2 separate regions of the Rattus norvegicus genome follow, and region 2 is linked to region 1. Evidence: chromatin contacts called from public Hi-C data. All regions are on one chromosome and are shown on one strand. Each heading gives the region's core, a stretch centred on a gene start, on an enhancer-like site or on the middle of the called end of the contact. The rest is flanking DNA. Distances are from core to core; before and after follow the strand shown. Region 1 holds the start of C6h2orf50 (similar to human chromosome 2 open reading frame 50). Region 2 holds the start of Nol10 (nucleolar protein 10).

Evidence for each region. A called contact is a pair of places that touch in the nucleus more often than the background predicts.
Region 2: a Hi-C map of mammary epithelial cells shows a contact between it and region 1, with 2.1 times the contacts expected there. The contact joins the promoter of Nol10 here to the promoter of C6h2orf50 in region 1. A contact is called at or near these places in 4 of 12 Hi-C or Micro-C datasets (the A7r5 cell line, the Rat2 cell line, Schwann cells and 1 more).

What each region holds. Positions count from the first base shown.
Region 1 is chr6:45,524,066-45,529,897 of GRCr8, reverse strand. C6h2orf50 (similar to human chromosome 2 open reading frame 50) reads left to right here and starts at 4,088. Exons shown (of 4, transcript NM_001415120.1): 1 at 4,088-4,552. The coding sequence starts at 4,338. It overlaps LOC134479346 (a long non-coding RNA gene), which reads right to left and starts at 4,155. Exons shown (of 2, transcript XR_010052536.1): 1 at 4,019-4,155; 2 at 1,429-1,821.
Region 2 is chr6:45,870,931-45,876,707 of GRCr8, reverse strand. Nol10 (nucleolar protein 10) reads right to left here and starts at 3,727. Exons shown (of 21, transcript NM_001014076.1): 1 at 3,589-3,727; 2 at 1,472-1,517. The coding sequence starts at 3,654. It also overlaps a transcript of Atp6v1c2 not described here.

The sequences.
Region 1 (5,832 bases), core at 2,839-5,338:
AAGTAAAGGAATACGACGATAAAATAGCGAGCGTGTTGCTTCACACCTCAGAGTTTCTCTTTGAGGTGGAGGTTTGTGATCAGCTCAGAGAAGAACCAACCCAGCTGGCTTAGGATGGCATTCTTCAACTTTAAATGTTAACCTTAAACAACCAACTTCCATGAAAAAACTCAGCCTCCACACTGGATAGCTACTTGGCGTAGCGAGAGCTGCTCCAAATGCCTGGCTGCTTGCTTTAGCCTATGCTGTTGCATTTCCTGTCACGCAGGCAGGAGGCCAAGGCTCACATCCTCACAAGCCTCACAAGCCACATGGCTGTCCCTAACTGCTGGGTGCCACGGCCCACATCAGCCTGGTAAGGACTTCTTTCGCACACCAAAAGGACTTCCGGGGGCGACAGCTTCCATTCTCTCCAAGAAGAGAAATCTCCCCGGATGCAAGGGAGCCAGCCAGAGGTGCTGCACCCAAGCATGGTGAGGACTCAATATCAGAGTACTGTGCGGGATTTACGCTGCCACCCTAGAGACATTGTCACCCACAAAACTGCCCAGTTATGGGAGGAAAAACAAAGGAGAAGAGAAAGGCCACATCCCATCAGTCTGTTTGGACCCATGTGTCAGTGTTACAACTCAGAAGGGAAAGAATCCTGGACCGCAAAGTCACACGGGACAAGGAACCCAGGAGAGAGAGGCAGCAGGGAACTGAGTGGGAGGCAGGGGTCTGTAAAGTTTCTTGTGGGATGGAGTTTTCCAGGGCGGGGATTGGTAGGATTCAAGACCTGAGCTTGGGGCAAGCTCAGGGATTGGTGGTTTGGTTTTTGTTTTTGTTTTTTTTTTTTTGTTTTTTTGTTTTTTTGTTTTGTTTTTTTTTTTTTTGGTTCTTTTTTTCGGAGCTGGGGACCGAGATTGGTGGTTTTTTTAAGCCCCGGAATTGATCTCAGGTTTTTTACCCGACGCGAAGCTCTGCAACACTCCACAGCTGTCCTGCATATCAACACCAAATGACTCAAGGTGCTCAAGGTGCTCCCTGCCTGCCCACTGAGTCTCTGCTACACTAGCCTCTGCTTGAGACCACTGTGGCTTCAGCACCACCCTTCCCAAGGGTCGCAGCCATGGAAGGCTCCTCGGTCCCTTCCTGATGGTTCTAACTTTGCGGTTACCTTGGTGGTTATAACTTATCACTGCCGGCTCTGTGCAGAATAAGGTACAAAATATTCACACGCCTGGCTGCATCTGTATCCGACCTCGAGCCCCAAACTATGCCTCCTCCCTTGTCTTCTCTCTTGTACCTTCAAAATCCTTCTCATCTGTAAAGATTAAATCCTGCTGCCTCTTTTGTAATGAAATTTTCCTGGGGAGAAGCAACAGGCATCTGTTAACCCCAGATAGAGAACCTACGACAGACCAAAGTATGGATACCACCAAAGTCTTAGTAGGTAAACCAATGAGTTTTACTGGGATTACTTACAGAGGTAGATATGAGTCAGACAGTTGCATCACCCAAGACCACAACAGTGTGGGTGACAGCTCACAAAAGTTGGCAGCCTGGTGCACACGGTACAACCTGCAGGCAACTCAACAGGTAGGGGAGTGTGCTTTCCAAGTGGCTCTGTTGTTCTTCCCCGCTGCTCCAGAGGTCTCTGCTTCTTCCAGGCCACTTGGGTGGTCTCCTAAGTCTCCTTTGCAGCTTGGTTCCTTTTAGTGGAACTCTCAGCACTGGCTATTGTTCACTGTCAGGAAAGGAGGAGCCTAGTGAATCTGGTCAGTTTCAGGGACTTCCTGGTATTCTTTTGTTTACTTTGTATCCTAAGGAGCTTCACTGCTGGAGAGGAAACAGACACACAATAAGAGAGCAGAAACTAGAGGAGGTGTGAACTATTGGCTGAGTCCCAGAGCATCTCTCCACTTAAGGCACCTCTGTCTACACTTGGTTAACTGTTTCTGTTCTCTGGCTGTACAGGGAAGGAGCACCTTGCCTAACAGGAGTCAGACACAAAGTGTGAGGGAAGGATTGAGAGGTCTATCAATAGACCCAGCTCCAACGATAAAGAAGAAAAGAGGGTGCCTGGAACAGCAGATGGGAGGGTCTGAGTTTGGCTGAGCTGGATGAAAAACCCACTGGTGCCACAGAAAGAACTGGGCTTCTCAGGATTAGGGAAGAAACAGAAGTGGGTGCGCAGCAGAACTCCCACCCTTAAGTCTGCAATGTGCCTCTTATGATAAGCTAACTCAGGCCACCTTGACAATCACCCCTGTTGTATTCTTCCCTGTAGACTGGGTTTCACTGCGGTCCTGAGTGTGACACAGTGTAGAGCCTATGTCTACTAAAGCTGCCGAGGGTGGTTGGAAGGCTCCGCAGTATCAATGACAGGACGCTGCAGGTTCTCTGGGCTTTCAGAAGGAGCATACATTGCGGCCCTGGCTAGTTTTAGGTCAGCTTAACACAAGCTAAAGTCATCAGCGAGGGGGGAGCATCAGTTGAGAAAATGCCTCCATAAGATCCAGCTGTAAGGCATTTTTAAAATTTTCTTCCTCCATAATTCACTTTAAAAGGAAAACTTTTTATTGATTCTTTGTGAGTTTCACATTATGCAGCCCAGTCCCATTCATCTCCCATACCTTCATCCCTTCGTATCCACCCTTTGTCCTTGCCACCTCCCCACAAAATAGCCTCTCTCTCTCTCTCTCTCTCTCTCTCTCTCTCTCTCTCTCTCTTCTCTCTCTCTCTCTCTCTCTCTCTCTCACACACACACACACACACACACACACACACACACACACACAAAGAGAAAAAGAAAAAAGACCTAGAAAACATCTCATTGTAGAAGCTGCAGTGTGTCCCACAGTACATCCTTCTGTCCCACACCGTCACTTGCAAATGTTCATTGCAGTGAGTCATTGGCCTGCGCTTCCAGGTCTCTGGCTCCTGTGACACCATCCACATTGGATTGTCACCAGGACTCCTCCTCATTATCCTGTTGTTGCTTCATGTTGTGGGGATCCTACAGCTTTGGATAAGCAGGACTGGCCCTTTCGTGTGTCCCAACCATTTGCAAACGATATAGATTTTGGAGTAGGCCAATTCAGAGCCCGGGATCTGGGCACGGGTGGTAACTGAGAGGGTCAGCGCCTCAACGTTCCCTTCTCTGTACCTCCAGGGATAGCTGTCCAGCACGGCTCCAGCTAGACCACCCAGTGCTGACGTGGGCAGGAGGCACGTTCATCTCTCCTGTTCTCATGCCCTCTGGCCTGGATCCCCGTCCCTTCACCGTCAGGGCCAGCTCCACTGTGCTGCCCAGTTAAGGTGCAGAGCCAGCTCTTCTGAGTGCTGCTGCTAGTGAGGGGGTGGGGCTAGTGAGTCATGTCTTAGTGATTGATTGATTGATTGATGGGGGAGGGCCCAGGCCATCCCTGGGTAGGAGGTCCTGGGTTTTAAGGCTGAAGGCTGACGAGATGCCTCAGTTCATTGGCTGCTCTTCCAGAGGTCCTGAGTTCAATTCCCAGCAACCACACGGTGGCTCACAACCATCTACGATATGGTCTGATGCCCTCTTCTGGCATGCAGGTGTACATGCAGCTAGAGCACTTATATACATTAAACAAACAAACAAATCTTTTTTAAAGATAGCAGGCCATGTAAGCCAGTAAGCAATAGCCCTCCACGGTTTCTGCATCAGCTCCTATCTACAGGTTTTAGCCCTGTTTGAGTTCCTGTCCCGAATTCCTTTAATGATGGATTACTATATGGAAGTGGAAGCCAGATAAGCCATTTCCTTCCTAACTTGCTTTGATATTTCCTTACAGCAATTAGAAACCCTAATTAAGATATCTTCACTTCCTGCCCCTGCTCTTTTGGTCTGGGAGGCTGAGTTTTCCACCAGGGGGAAGCACACGACCGTGCTCGAGTTCACCAGCCTTCCCAGATCCCCGGAGCATGGAGCACTCACCGCCTCCCGAGATCCAGCGTCAGACACTGTCCCGCCCTCCTGCTCAGGGGAAGAACTGGGCAAAGCACCTACCATCTGCACCCACTGAGTGGCTCAGACGTCCTCAGAGGGCACAAACCGGGTCCGCCCCTTCCGCCCCATGCGCACTCGGGACTCGCCTGTTCCCTGGGCGACGGTCAACACAGGCAGGGCTGCAAAACACAGCTGGGCACAGATGCTGTCCCAGCCTGGAGTGTTTTTGGTCCCCATCTGCCACTCTCTCTGAGCTCGAGATCCGGTGTGGGACGATGTGGGAACACCTTGTGCAGGTTATTCTGGGTTAAGACGAGAGAGTCTCAACCAGTCTTTCTCTTTTCTTTCTTCTCTTCCTCTCCTGCTTATCTAGCCTGCCATGGGCAGCCAACACACTGGGCTTCCTAGAACCACATCATCAGGGTACCAACTGCCCCCTACCAGGCAGCTTGCCACAATTTCCCCGGGCCGGGATGGCCCGGCAGCAGGCAGGGCTCTCGTGGGTGGTTCCCAGGGGACTCTAGCCCCGGGTGTGCAGCAGGACCAGCTGTGGAGGGAGCTTGTGGAAGCCGAAGCGCGGGGCCAGCGGCGTTGGTGAGTGTCCTGCCCCGCCTCCTTTCTCCCTGAGACCTCCCACACCTCCACTCGCCTTGGTCTGAGAAAGTGCTGAGGATATATGGAAAGATCAGAGGGGGAGAACATGGAAGTAGGGTGTGAGAGAGGTCAGCAGAGGCTCAGACTATGGAGGAGCCAAGGCACTCTTTCCCAAAGATAGCAGGGAATACAGGCATAGACAGGGCTCTGGGCCCATCTCCGGACAAACAATAACATCTCTATCCTCTTCTGGGAAGAAGTTGGCAGCTGGAAACCAGGTACTGCCTGGGGCGGGATGCTGGTCTGGGGGTTGGGTTGGGGAGCCTTGTTCTTGCTTTTATTCAGTGAAGAATACTAGGGGAAGCGTGGTAGGTTTGTTTGCCCAGGGTACCAAGGGGGTCTCCCTTCCAGGACAAAAGGCAACTAAAACACGTTAGGCTTCAGCTTTACATATTAGACATTTTTTTTTTCGGAGCTGAGGACCGAACCCAGGGCCTTGCGCTTGCTAGGCAAGTGCTCTACCACTGAGCTAAATCCCCAACCCCTCATATTAGACATTTTTAAAGAATGCACAAGTGGGGCCAGAGAGATGGCTCAGTGGGTAAGAGCACTGACTGCTCTTCCAGAGATCCTGAGTTCAATTCCCAGCAACCACATGGTGGCTCACAACCATCTGTAATGGAATATGATGCCCTCTTCTGGTTTGTCTTAAAAAAGCTACAGTATCTGCGCATGCATATATATATATATGTATATATATATATGTATGTATATATATGTATATATATATCATCTTTTAAAAAAACAGAAATGCCTTTCTATTACTGTGATAAAACACCATGACTAAGGCAGCTTACAAAGCCCACCCAATGACACACCTCCTCTAACAAGGCCTCACCTCCTAATCCTTTCCAAACAGTTCCACCAATAGGAGCCAACTGTTCAAATAAATAAGCATATAGAGATCATTCTCATCCAAACCATCGCAAAAGGTGATGACCAAAGGCTGCAATCCCAGCATTGGGAAGGTAGAGTCAGGAGGACCCAAAGGTCAAGTTTGCCTGCTGTAACTTGTACACCTTTAATCCCAGGGGCAGAGGGGCAGAGGGGCAGAGGGGGAAAGGGGCAGAGGGGCAGAGGGGCAGAGGGGCAGAGGGGCAGAGGGGCAGAGGGGCAGAGGGGCAGAGGGGCAGAGGGGCAGAGGGGCAGAGGGGCAGAAGCGCAGAGGGGCAGAGGGGCAAAGGGGCAAAGGGGCAAAGGCAGGCAGATCTCTGTGAATT
Region 2 (5,777 bases), core at 2,478-4,977, 350 kb before region 1:
CTTTCCCTCACTTTTTAGAAAGGAACATCTTCTTTAACTGAAAAGAAAAAGCTCACAATAATAATCAGAAAGAGTTTAAAGATCTGGGTCAAGGAGGAACACTAACCTATCATTAGTCACTTCTGCAACAAAAATCAGTATTTTCACCTAAACAGTTCTAGGCATACGCCTCCAAAATCTCAGGCTCATCTAGGAGATTAGCATAGAGCTGATGTTTGCCTGTAAGCTCTGCCTCTCTGTGGCCAAGAGTACCCAGTCTAGAGGAAGACCTAGTGCAGCCTCTGTGCACCACAACACTAACAGCTACTCTCAAAAAAAAAAAAAAGGTAATAATTCTTCTGACTGGTCACTACTGTGAACACGACTTTTCTATGACATATTTATGCCTTGTGTATAAAACCCAAACATTAAGATCAGAGGAAGGCCTGTAGGTGTGGCTCAGTGCTAGACAGCATGCTTAGCACATGCAAGGTCCTGGGTTCAATCCTCAGCACCACAAAGAACAAAAAATTCAAATACTGAACCACTTGAATTGCTAGACATATTAGTCCTGAGCAGGCCAGAAAACAGTTTCTTCCCATAAATAACCTGACTCCATTTTGTTACACATGAGCGCCCTGGAAGGGGGGCAGATAAAAACCCAGTCTGTAGGTTCTGAGCATGTGTTTCCTCCTGAGTTAAAAATCTCACTTTCTACCTGACTCAGAACTACATAGAGCCCATTTTTCCAAGAAGCTTGCCAAAAGATCTCAATCTCACAGTCGAAACCCTCCTAGTGCTCCGTTTTTAGAGACTTGGCTAAAATCTGAAATCTACAGGAAGGTAAGCCTCGTTTCACGATCGGCAACCTGAACTGGAAAGCATTCAATGGGAATAAACCCATCAAAGCCAGGTGAGTTACAGACGGACCTCATTGTTTACATCCAGACATTCTGCACACAAAGTTCTTCTGTTTATAAAGAAAGCGTTTACTGTCTCTCTATTGCAAAAGAGATTCTACTAACACACTAGGAGCAAAGCACTTCTGGAATTGTTTTGAAAGAAGGTCTTCCTTGGGCCATCTTGTTGAATGTGGCAGTCCTGCAAGAGTCTGACCACTTTCATCTGAGCAGTGGGCTTCCCACCTCTGGGCTCTTCCCTGAAACGTACACCCACTGCGTACAGGCCTCATCCGAGCCATGCTAAAGCCCTCCTGAGGGTCCCAAGGGGCAACTGAGATAAACATGCTAATATTCCTGCCATGGTGCCATGTCATGAACACTAAAGTCTCCTCTGACCCAGGAGCCTTGCTGCCATCCTTGAAAGAAGGAGAGGCTACCTCGTTAACTTGAAAGGGAGACTCCATACCACCAGGGGGACAGGAACCAACAATGTCGGAGAGAGAAGGCTTATTTCCCACACTTGAGAGCCAGAGAGCTGAGGATACTGTCCCCACAGGAAGCTGACAAGCTGGAGCACCCTGCATACTCACCGACATCCTTCTTCTGCAGTGCCCTCTTCTTCCTGTCGGAAAGCCACTACAAGAAAACAGATGGCATGCTTTAAAACACACCTAAATTATCTTTTATTTGCAAAATAATGTTCACTTTAGAAAATGTAAGCTTACAGGAATAAAATGGGAAGTGGGAGTATTCTATACTCTTAACTCCATGATAACACATATTCTGAACTTTTAATTTTTTTATGTATATAAGTGCTCTGTCTGCATGTATGCCTGCACACCAGAAGAGGGAATCAGATCCCAGTGCAGACGGTTGTGAGCCACCATGTGGTTGCTGGGAATTGAACTCAGGACCTCTGGAAGAACAGAAAGTCCTCTTAATCACTGAGCCATCTTTCCAGCTTTTTAAAACAGACATATTTGTTTTATACATGTGAGTACATTGTTGCTGTCTTCAGACACACTAGAAGAAGACATCAGATCCCATTACAGATGGTTGTGAGCCACTATGTGGTTGCTGGGAATTGAACTCAGAACCTCTGGAAGAGCAGTCAGTGCTATAAGCGCTGAGCCGTCTCTTCAGCCCTCATATTCTGGATTTTTTGAAAAGAAAATATATTTACATATACTAAACAATTTTTTAAAACATCTGTTTTACAAAGCATTAAAAGTGTAAAACTGGGCTGGAGAGATTAAGAGCACTCACTGCTCTTCTAAAGGTCCTGAGTTCAATTCCCAGCAACCACATGATGGCTCACAACCATCTGTAATGGGATCCGATGACCTCTTCTGGTATGTCTGAAGATAATTACAGCGTACTACTCATATACATAAAAAATAAATAACTCTTTAAAAAAATTTAAAAAGCATAAAACTAATCCATCTAAGCTAAGAGAATGCAAATTCTCGAAATGATGGGTTTTAATTAATTTCTATATGGAGTGAGTGCCCCCAATGTGTGTGCATGTTCGTGTGTTGAGACAGAGTCACACTACGTAGCTCTGTAGCCCAGGATGAACACAAGCTCGCAATCCTCCTGCCTCAGCTTTCCAAGCAATGGGATTATAAATGTGTCTCTTTGCCAGACAAATATATTTCTCACAAAGAGTAGGAACAGACATAGGACTGGCCTAACAGCTGACCTTGGATAAGAAGTGGTTTTTAATAACACATTCACTGAGAGCCAATTTTGTTCTACAGGCAACAGTAGAATGAACAGCAATGAAAAAGCACTTGTCAGTTACAGTGACACTGAGTGGACAGGTCTCTACTGGGACAATTTTGCTTCCCAGAGGGCTTATGGCAACTTTTAAGTTTTAGTCTGTCATCCCAATTGGTTAGGTGTGGACCAGGGATGCTGGCAAACATTATATAAAACAACACCAGCAGCAAGGAACTGTCAGCTTAAAATGTCAATAAATTTGAGGTTAAACACCCCCCCATGGGAAAAAATTTTCTAAAAGGGAAAAGCCAATGTACTATTGTTACTAGCAAAATAATCTTTTGAAGTCTCTAGATATGCGGTCTCCAGACCCTAAGTATACACTGAGGCAGCCTGCATTTGGAACATGATATTTTGAAGAGCCTAGGGGTGGGCCATAATTTTCCTTCTCTCTGCAGTAAGTGAGTGCCTTACAGTCTGTGACTGTATTGCTCTGACTGTATTTCAGGCAATAATGTTTCAATTAAAGGATGTAGAGTAGTTTCTAGACAGTCAGCATGATCTTACATGAATCTATTACAGGCAAAACAAAGGTGTTGTCTTAGGGTTTCTATGCTGTCACATCTTGGGGAGGAAAGAATTTATATCAGTCACATTTCTACATCAGGTCCGTCACTGAGGGAGCTCAAGGCAGAAACTCAAACAAGGCAGGAACCCGGGGGCAGGAGCTGATGCAAAGGCCATGGAGCAATACTGTTTACTGGCCCGCTCGGCCAAGCCCTTCCCCATCAAACACTAATTAAGGAAATGTCCTACAGCTAGATCTCATGGGGGCATTATCTCAATTGAGGTTCCCTCCTTTCAGTTAACTCTAGCTTGTGTCAAGTTGACATAAAACCAGCCAGCACAGTCAGCCAATAATAAATTATAGATATATAAAGAGGGCAAAGAGAGGAGTAGCGGCGGCGAGAGGATGAGGACTCACCTCAGGGAGAGACTTGCCGCAGCTGAGGCTGTAAATCTTCACTTCGTTGAGGCTGGAGACCTGCATCGCGGCGCAGAGAAGCCGGAGTCCGGCACGCAGTCACAGAACGCCGGCCCAGCAGAATACGCCTGAATCCAAATCCTAAGCGAACCGGCACAACGTGCAGGAACTAGCGCGAGTTGATGACGCACTTCCTGACTCCGGAAGTGCACGCCCACTTGGACGCCCGAGGGCGGAAACACTAGAGACGAGCAGAGCGAGTCCAGAGAGATGTGCAGTTGCTCTGGGGTTGGAAAAAGCGAAAATGAAAAGAAAAATCGTACGAGAAAGCATGAGATGGGGAAGTGAGTTTGAACCTGATATCGTTCGAGACTAGAATGTAACAGTTATAGCCTCTTACGGTTTTTAGGAAGTTCGTAAATTGTACTGCTCTTTCAGTACAGGCTGCCTCTGTTGACCACATCTGAGGACTTTGGGTGACTTTATAACAGCAGAGGCTGTCTGCTAGAGAGGACCTTCTCCTGTCTTTCTAGCCTCTTCCAAACACATTATGAAAAGACGAATCTGGGAAGGAGAGAATGGTTAAGTAATGTTTTCTCTAAAGTCATGTGAAACCACTACCAAATCCTGGCTCGAGAATCTTTGGTAGGCACTTAAGCTATCATACTCGAGGCCCCCTCTAGTCCTCCGCTCAGCAACAGTCGGGTACTTTTATCTAAATTTGCCCTTGGGCTGTGGCTCATTAGTTTCTATTGGCTTTAGGAAGGATTGTACTCTCGGTGGAGACCTTTCTGAGCAAAGCGGATCAGCTACAGGACTTTTCTGTGCAGCTTTCCATCCAAGTAGTGTTGGCACATGCTCTGGACTCCCAGTTCTTAAGATGGAGCCATGTAGACTCCACTCAGACCACCTCGTGCTTCAGTTGCAAGACCCTGTCAGTCTCTTGAAGTTAAAACAGCTGCTTCAACTCCTTTCTGGGACAACTGATCTTTCCTCTGGGAGCACCCGCAGATGTGCTCAAGAATTTTTTACTTAGGTGATTGAGACAGAGTACCCTCTTACACTTGTGTTCTTCCAAATTAGACTGGAGAATTGCCGATTCTAAAGCTAGGCATAGTAATCCCCATCTAAAATTCAAGTATCTGAAAGGCCGAGACTGTAGAATTACCAAGGCCAGCCTGGGTTACAGTCTCAACAAAATAAATAAATGTATAAAGGTTGGAATCCCAAAACTTACCATGTAATAACTCAACCAAAAGTCATTTCACATCTTCAAAACTAGAATATTCTCTGACCTCCAGACCCTAGTTGTGTCACCACAGTTGCCAGCCTTCCTTCATCCATAACCAGATTCCTTAATTCAGTGTCCCACCATGCTTTTTTTGTTGTTGTTGTTTTTTGTTTTTTTTTTTTTAAATTCAATGCTGGCTTCATAGCCACCTTGGCTAAATCTGTAGAATAGCCCATTCCTGCCTCTGGTTCCCATATTGATGATCTAAACCTTGGCATCTCTGTTGTATTTAAAAAGGAAGAAAAAAGGCTGGGCATGGTGGTGTGTGCATCCAGTCTCAGCACTTCAGAGGAGAAGGCAAAAGGATGAGGCATTGAAAGTAATACCTATATAGTGAATTCAAGGCCACCCTGGGCAGATGGCTCAGTAGGTAAAGGTGCTTGCCACCATGCCTGATGGCCTGAGTCCTTGGAACCCACGTGACAGAAGTAGAGAACAGGCTTCTGCCAATCATTCTCTGGCCTCCGTATGTCCTCAGTGACATATTCATGTCCATAGACAGATAAGTAAATACATAAATATTTTAAAAAGAATTTTGAAGCAAGAGTATTGGGCAGTTTATTGATGTGTTCTATTTCTAATGTTGCAGTTAAAGGTTCTAGGCCATTTTGCTTCAGTTCAGTTCTGTTTCCTGCAGCCCCTAGATGTTTGAGCACTTGGTGTCATTCTGTATCTGAAGCTTTGCTGAGTTAGACTTCAGAACACCTCCCATACCCTTATACCCAAGTTCTACTGGTTTATCAAGACTCACCTGTTAAATATTTTGCTTATTTTCCTGTGCTGTATAAATGCCATTAACAGCAGATTCAAGGTTTACGTGAGCAAAATGTGTGATTATTTAACATACCCTGCAGCTTTGATAGTATTGAGCCAAATGTAATGCTGTGTTTTGTTTCTA